Regions from separate parts of the Capra hircus genome. Here region 2 is linked to region 1. A link is a contact called in public Hi-C data. All regions are on one chromosome and are shown on one strand. Each heading gives the region's core, a stretch centred on a gene start, on an enhancer-like site or on the middle of the called end of the contact. The rest is flanking DNA. Distances are from core to core; before and after follow the strand shown.

Evidence for each region. Hi-C and Micro-C count contacts between places; a contact is called where the count stands out from the background.
Region 2: a Hi-C map of blood shows a contact between it and region 1, with 4 times the contacts expected there. The contact joins two enhancer-like sites. A contact is called at or near these places in 2 of 5 Hi-C or Micro-C datasets (both in blood).

What each region holds. Positions count from the first base shown.
Region 1 is chr17:10,162,379-10,166,682 of ARS1.2, forward strand. It overlaps LHX5 (LIM/homeobox protein Lhx5), which reads right to left. Exons shown (of 5, transcript XM_018061183.1): 5 at 2,379-3,227. The coding sequence ends at 2,860. Among named protein-coding and RNA genes, the nearest start is that of LHX5, 9.5 kb to the right of the region's middle. Within about 2 kb of position 3,018, at least 1 of the 5 cell types and tissues checked has an H3K27ac peak or open chromatin away from gene starts, as enhancers often do.
Region 2 is chr17:10,489,348-10,493,422 of ARS1.2, forward strand. All of the region lies in intron 21 of RBM19 (probable RNA-binding protein 19), which reads right to left. Among named protein-coding and RNA genes, the nearest start is that of RBM19, 43 kb to the right of the region's middle. Within about 2 kb of position 2,669, at least 1 of the 5 cell types and tissues checked has an H3K27ac peak or open chromatin away from gene starts, as enhancers often do.

The DNA.
Region 1 (4,304 bases), core at 1,768-4,267:
GAGGATTGAACCCAAGACTTAGACTTCCAAAACCTTGGCCACAGGATAAATTGCATCTCTCTAACGTGGATGAAATGCCATTGTGAGCCCATTTCATGGTAGGCATACTGAGGCTCAGAAAGGTGATACAGTGACCAGCTAGCCAGTCTCCTGGAGCCCAGGGCCCTTGTTCTGTTTTACCCTTATCCCACTCCTAGGTGACCTCTGCTCCCAACCCTCCTGACACACCAACACTCAGAGCTAGAGCCCGTGGGGAATCAGCCTCAAGTAAGTCCTGATCATGACCCCAGAGATCACATCCCCCCTGGACTCTGGTCTCTGGAGCTGCCCTCTGAGACCTTAATAGGGCCACCCCAGGGTCATTCGAGAGTGGGCCTCTCCCAGACGCCTGGTGCTCCCGGAGTCATGAGCATGCCAAGGGCTCTGTGTCTATGTGCATGAGCTCTAGTCTCAAAATGAAAAGGAAAAAAAACAAAAAAATCTGGAAAGAAACGTATCAACTCGTTTACTTGAGATTCTGGGGGATTATCTTTTCTTTCTTCTGCTTATCTGCATTTTCTAGATTTTCCACCACAAGCAAGTAGCATTTGTCTGATAAAGACAAATGTGCTATAAGGAAAGAAAAGGAAAAGTCAGGTCGCCTAGAATTATTCTTGTGATGTCCGCATGAAAGGAGTGACGAGGAGGGCTCTTAGCATGTGTCCATCCCCTGGTGGTTCACTCCCCACCAGCTCCCAGTACCCCTCCTTTTCCTGCTGCTGCTAAAATGGGTAAGCCCCTCCCCCACCCTAAGCTTGGGAGAAAAGACGTCCAAATGCAGGACCCTCTTCCATCTAGTTTCTCTCATCTGTTTTTCTCATCCTACAGTGTTTGAGCTGCAAAAGAATGAAGTCATAGAAAGGGCTCCCACTAGTCCCCACTTTTGAAAGTAGGGAAACTGAGGCAGAGAAAGGGAGGGACTTGCCTCAGACCCGTTAAATCTCCTCAAGAACTCCCTTCCACCATGCTGATTTACCAAAGGATCCAAGCAGACACTGTGTTAAGAATTGCAGGACGAGCAGCCTTGTTCTCCCTGCGGGCATTTCGGTCCTAACACAGCCTTGCAGCACTGGACCTACCAGCCTGCTTTTTTTTTTTTTGTCTGTGCCACTAGGCATGTGGGATCTTAGTTCTCTGACCAGGGATCGCACCTACGACCCCTGAAGTGGAGATGTGGAGTCTTAACCACTGGACTGCCTGGCAAGTCCCAACCTGCTTTTTGTCTGTTTGGTTTTGTTTTTGCCATCTGGAATTACCCAGAGGAGTAATGAGTGAAGCTCTAATTGCTCTGGTGATAAACAAGTCACACATCCATTCAGTCATCAAATATTTTGAAGGCCTACTATGTGCCAGGCTGGCTTGTGTTAGATCAGGGTATTACATAAAACTGGGGGAGATACTATTGGCACATCGTAGCTGTCAAAAAAAAAAAAAAAAATGGCAGGCATCTTCCTTACCTGTTAGTTGCCAAAAGAACCCCTCCCATCACCCTGCTAGATGAGAGGTCTTTGCATCCATCAAGTCTGTTTTATGTCAGAAACAAGAACCAGAATAGTTCCATTAATTCAGAGTGACTGAAGACAGAGGAAAAAAGGAAAGAAAAAAAAAAAAAGGAAACCACACAGCAAGGAGGGAAAAAAGAATTTTTTATTAATCTTTTTAAAAAAGTTGATTTTTTCGGTGGTTTTTTTTTACTTTTTTTTTTTTTAGGTAAACCTCTTTCTGGCTCCCCTCCCCAACTCTGCCCACCCTCCTCTTAAAAATATAAAAATGTCCAACCCCAGATAACTAGTGTACAATAAATAAACAGTAAACACAAAAACATACTTTATTTGTTTCTTCTTTATACAAAATAAGGAAACTAGAAGCGTTCAACTTCCAAAAAAGTATAATACTGTACATCCTGACCGCCCAGCCTCCAAGGACCTGGGCACGGAGGGTGGTCTGTGGCCCAGAGCCCAGAAATCTTGGCGCCTTGCCCAAGCGGGAGCCCAGGATGGGCAAGTGTTCGAATCTGGCCTGGACCCCCGGGTTCAAAATAAATGTCAAAGGAAGGAAGAGGTGGGGGTCTGGCCCTGGGCTGGCCATGTCCGGACGGTTCCCATCTCTTCCTAGAAAAGCTGACCGTGATCATCGAGGTTGACCACCAGGGGGCGCAAACGCACAGGTGGAGCTGTCTTCCAGTGACCCCCCCCCCACCCCCCAACCCTACCCGCACCCCATTCAAACCTGTTTCTCAGTCTCCATCTCTCTGCTGGCTCTCTCTCCATCTTCTAACTCATTCTGCTCCCTTTCCTCACTCCTTTCAATCTCTCTTTTTCTTATCTTTTTTTTTTTTAAAGACGGGAAAGCAGAGTGAGAAATACGATTACAAAATGCCAGTCGGATTCCAGGGAGGGGGGAAAAAAGAAACCGTCTCCATCCGTTGGCTTCAGCCCTCTCTTGGTCCAAAGAGGTGGTGTGTGGGTTGGGGGAGAGGTCGGGGGAAGCCTAGAGCGTGCTTGAAATCTCTTGACCCTTCGGAGTTAACACTTTAGTCCCAAGAAATAGCTCGCAGCTGCCGGGAGACGCTGGCAGGGGGTTCCCGGAGAGGCCGCGGTGAGAGGATGGAGATGGGGGGCGGGGTCGGTCCTCCTCCTTCGCGCCCAGCCGAGAAGCAGCTGCCGGTTGAGTTCGGACTCGGGAGAGAGCGAGCTGTGTCCACGCTGGGCGTTTTGGTTTAGGGAGGCTGCGTCCGGGGTGAAGTCGGGGGGTGGGGGCGGGGGCCGGCCGGGCGGGTCCCCGGGGCCAAGCGCGGGGGGGTGGCCCGGCCCGGTGGCCTTACCATACGGCAGCCTCGTTGAGCTCAGGGTTGGGGTGCGACAGGGGTCCGCTGTAGCCGCTGGTGCCGCTCATGGGGAAGGGGGGGCTAGGGCCGCCGCTGAACACCTCGCCCGGCATGGGGTGCAGCGAGCCGGGCAGGCCCGGCTCCGGGCTCGGCGTGTCCGGGTGCGAGATCATGTCGGTGAACCTGGGGTTGTCGGCGGCGTGCGGGCCGGCGATCGGCGGCTCCAGCGCGCCCAGCGGCGTTGAGCCGGGCCCCGAGGCGGCCAGAAAGCTCGAATCGGCCGGGGACTGCGCCTGCGACGGCGGGCCGTGCGCGAAGAAGTCATAGTTGCCTCCCGGCGCGTAGTAGTCTCCTTGGTAGTCTGCGGAGGGGACAGGGCGGCAGAGGGGAGAGTGAGAGGCGGGGAGGTCGCTGAGGAAAGACTCACGGGGCCTGGGGGAGGAGATCCGGGGGAGGGGACCCAGGGAGCCCAAGGGCAGAGAGGTGCAGATGCGGCTGGGGCTGGCGGGACAGGACGTTCACGGGGACCACGCCCGTGGAGAGGCAGGCCAGAGGGCGGAAGACCAGACTTCGAGTTCGTGCTGGGGAGACAGACAACCAGTGAGACGCAAAGGCTACAGCCTCAGGAGCTGGGAGAGACTCAGGGACGATGAAGGACACACACCTTTCAACATCAGAGGTTCCCTGATACAGAGACGGAGAGACAGAGGTCACGGGGGAAGCGCAACAGACAGAGGATTCCAGACAGTGCCTTAGAGCTGGCTAGAGAGCGAGAGGCACTGGACAATACCAGATAAAGAGGCAGGGAGAGATCGGTAGGACAGCACGCGAGTAGACACCCCAGACCCAGAGTCCGTGGGGAGGCAAGAAGAGAGATTCAGTCACTGAACCCACGGCTGAGGTTATTCAAGTTAAACAGAGATAGTGCAGGAGCCGGAAAGGGAAAGCTGAGGCGGCTGTGTGGTTAGAGACGCAGAAAAAAACCCGGGGAGAGACCCAGGAACAAGATGGAAGGTGGGGAGAGACAGAGGCGTCCAGGGACGCGAAAGATGAGTCAGACAGAGGGCCAGAGACCCGGGGGCTGAGAGACCCAGGAGCTGAGAGACCCGGGAGAGGAGCAGGGCAGGGAGGCAGAGACGGCGGAAAGAGAACTGAAGGTGAAATGGTTGCGATGCGGCGTCGACCCAGCCTGCGAGAAGCGCAGCCGGAGCACAGTGGCGCTGGCGAGTTCGGCCCCGGCCGCCGAAACTTGGCCGCGGACCATGCCAGGCGGCCTCAGAGCCCTCCCTTTCCCCGCGCTGCACCCCCTCGGGGCTCCGATCGGTTGCCTCGGCCTCACCTGGCCAGGAATGGAAAAAGCTCAGCCCCAGAGATTTGGAGAGGCGGGGGTGGGTGGGTGGGGGGGGGACGATAAAAAAAACACTCGCCGGGCCAAGTC
Region 2 (4,075 bases), core at 1,419-3,918, 330 kb after region 1:
CTCTCTGGCCCCTGCTGCGTGTGCTCTGTCATGGGCGAGGAAGTGGTGGGTGTGCGGAGTGGGGCTCACCCTCCCTTGGACCACCTGCCCCCAGACCATCCAGTTTGCTGCTGAGGACCGAAACACAGGCGTCATCCTTGACTCCCGTTTGCATCGTAGTCTTCATTAAAGCCATCAGCATGACTCTGAAAGCGCACCCCCATACACATCTGGCACCCCACTTCCACGGCTGACACCTGGTCCCAGCCCCTGTCCCCTCTAGGCAAGCCGACTACAGAAACCGCTCGAGTCTCCTCACAAGATTGTTCACAGATGTAAGTCAGATCCCACCACTCCCTCTGCTCAGAACCTCCAGCTGCTGAGGAATAAAACACACAGACCTGAAGAGCACGGCGGCCGAGAACGGCCGAGGCCCTCACAAGGAACAAAGACACCGCGGAGCAAGCTATTACAAAGTCACAGTAATTAAGACTGGGGGTATTGGCACAAGGGGAGACAAATAGACCCGCGGAACAGATTAGAGAGTCCAGAAACAGCCCCTCACATACACGGTCACCTGATTTATGACAAAATCAATACTGCAGAGCAGAGGGGAAAGAATGGCCTTTGCAATAAATGATGCTGGGCCGACTGAATATCCATGTGGGGGAAAAAAATGTCCCTTGATCTCTACCTCACGCCATACACAAAAATCAATTCCAGATGGATTGCATAACTACGAAGGGTCAAAGATTTCAGAGGAAAACATAGGAGGCCGTCTTCGTGAGCTTGGAGGAGGCACCATTTTCTTAAACAGGACCCAGAAAGTTCTAACCAAGAAGGGGAAGAAATGACAAATCGACAATGTTTGAAATTAACAAACTCAGTTCATCCAGGGATACTGCTAAGCTACCCACAGAATAGGAGAGGAAGGGCATGCAATCCTACGTCCACCAAAGGACTGGAATCCAGAATATGCATAATTATGTAAAAAGTAACTAAGAAAGTAATTTAAAAAATCAGACAACCCAATTTTTAAAAAATGGGCAAAAGATTTGAATAGACATTCCACAAGGGTATATTCAAGCTGGAGTTCCAATGCTTTGGCCACCTGAAGTGAAGAGCCAACTCACAGGAAAAGACTCTGATGCTGGGAAAGATTCAAGGCAGGAGAAGAGGGAGGCAGAGGATGAGATGGTTGGATGGTGTCACCAAGTCAACGGACATGAGTGTGAGCAAACTTTGGGACATGGTGAAGGACAGGGAAGCCTGGTGCACTGCAGTCCGTGGGGTCATAGAATCAGATGTGACTTAGCAACTGAACAACAATGTAATCAAATCACCATAAAAGTATGAAAAGGGATTTGATTTCCTTAGCCATCAGGGAAGCACAAATTAAAATCATGTGATGATGCTACTATATACGCACCAGATATGCCTAAAAAGAGAAAGACAGACACTATCAAGTGTTGGCGAGGTCAGTGGGCAGCTGGAAGTGGAACCTGATAGAACTGATTTGGAAACCATCTGAGTAATGTTTACTGAAGCTGACATATGCTCACCCATGACCCAGCAACTCCACTCCGATGGGTACACCCTACAGAAAAACACGCACACGGCTACCGACATACACAAGAATGTTCCCAGGAGCATTTGTTATTCAAATAAGACAAAACACCGCAGACCACACAGTCATTGAGTCCAATTGTCCCACTCTTGTGGGGACGCTGCTAGTTCGGGAGGCCGTGTACATATAGGTGGGGCCAGGGGTACATGGGAACGGTCTAAACCTGCCTCTCAATTTGGCTGTAAACCAAAAACTGCTCATAAAAAAACGGTCCTATAACAAAGCAAGCACACAAACAAAAAAGCCCAGCAAAGTGGAGAAGCAGAGATACCCTGATGAAAAAAACGGCGTGGGTGCGGTTTGCAGAAATGGACACTGCAATTCCTTGAGCTGAGACCTCACATCCTGTCTTCAGAGGGGTCAGCAGGGCTCTAGCATTACCCGTCACGTTTGTCTTTTTTATAAGAGGGGGAAGAAAAAACTACTTTCCGTGTATTATTAAAACTAGAAGACAGAAACAAAGCCCCTTAGGGCATGCCCCGTCTTCCCGCAGGCCCCACGATCTCCTTAGTCCAGGGCTCAGCAAACTTTCCCCGTGAAGGGCCGGATGGACAGTAGTCCATAACCTTGTGGACCTTGCCTCGGTCACCTGACGCTGCTGCAGGTGAGAGCAGCTGTGGATGAAACAATGAACGGGCACGGCCAGGTCTCATCAGCGGATGCAGAGCCTTCTTCTCAGGGTCGCTCTGCAGGGAGGAGATGACAGGGGTGGGTGGAGGGGGAACCTGGGGACAGCTGTGCCCTCCTCACCCCACTCCCTTCGGAACCTGGCTGAGGGTTTTCTCCCCACCCCGCCTTCAGGACTGGTCCAGGCTGGCTCTCTCGAACCGCCTGAGCTGTTTTTTGCAGGGCTTCTTCCTGGTGAAGGGGAAGTGGCCCCAGGCATCTTCCCAGGAGTCTGTGGAGAGCAGATGACAGGGCTCGAAGCTTCTGGAAAGGTACTGCAGACCACCAGGAGTTAAACCGGCAGTGACCCCGCCCTTGGGCAAGGGGAGACAGGGGTTGGGGGGAGCGCCAGAGAGGAACTCAGCGGGCCAGCTGTGTTGGGCCTTCCCTCCACGGTCCCGGTCGCGGTCACCGTGTCACTGCAAGAGGAAATGAGGAGGCGAGGGGGCCGGGGACGGATGGACGCCGTCCACAAAGCGGGCGATGCAAGCCAAGTAATTAGGGCCTCTAGACACCTGTTGTGAACTCACCCATTCACACCCCTGGCAGGTGGTTCGCACCTCTGAGGAAGGGAAAAAACCGCTCAGATGAAAAAGCGTCCATCTGCAGCCTGGGGCCGAAGGCCCAGCCTGCCCGAGGAGGTGGCTGCATCTCTGCCACCTGACATCCTGACCTCAGGGGAGGTGAGGGAGGGGGCGTCTAGAGTGAGAGCCACCCGGCTGTGCCGCTGCAGAGCTGTGTGACCCTGGGCAAACTCCTTAACCTCTCTGCGTCTCATGCCCTGTCTTTGTCAGATCCCACAGAGGAAGGCTTTGCAGTTAAATCCAGGTGCTCAGCACACATTTACTGGGAACCATCTACAGACCAGGAGCCTGTGGCCTCCACAGTGAACCACAGACCAAACCCAGAGCCAACCCAGAGAGCAGCGGGGACGCCCACTTGACAGGAGACAGGGGTTCGATCCCTGGTCTGGGAGCGACTCTCATGCCACAGAGCAACGAAGCCCATGGGCCACAACTATGAGCCCGGTGAGCTAGAGCCCCGAAACCACAACTACTGAGCCCACGTGGCCTAGAGCTCACGCTCCACAGGAGAAGCCACCACAGCGAGAAGGCCACGCACCGCGACTCGAAAAGAGCCCTTGGCTCTCCACAATTACAGAAAAGCCAGTCAAAAATAAAATAAATAAAAAATTTTAAAAAAAGGACATACTGCAGAAAACTTCCAAGGATTTGGCACTGCTGTCAAAGACACAGGCTCTGTCTTGAGTCAGCCCTGCCTTGGGTTCCCAGCCTGAAGCCACCAGCTTTGTGCTGTTTAATAACCACAGCGAACACTGATTAACTACCCGCTCCATACCCGGCGCTGTATTAAGTGCCCCACATGCATAATCTCACTTAATCCTTTTAACAGCCCTCGAGGCAGCCACGTGGTGAGGGAGCCGGGTGCCAGCCTGAGCCTCTGACGACCCAGTGGTAGGACTCTGGGCTCCGGAGCTGGTTTCTTTACTGGAGACGATGACGACAAGCATTCTGCAGGGCTGTAAAGAGCCAAAGCACTTCAGCCCACAGTGCCTGGCGCAGAGGTCGGGCTCCAAAAGTCTGCTTCATGATAGGGATAAACACTAGTGATTATTATTGTGGCATCATTATCAAAATTCACAGCACACGTTACCAGCAGTATGAAGACTGCTATTTCATGCCGAGGGAAACTGAGGTCCAGAAAGGGGGCAACAGAGAGGGACCTGGGAAGTGCTACTCCATTTACTTTTTACTTTTTTTTTTTTTGATGTGAACCATTTAA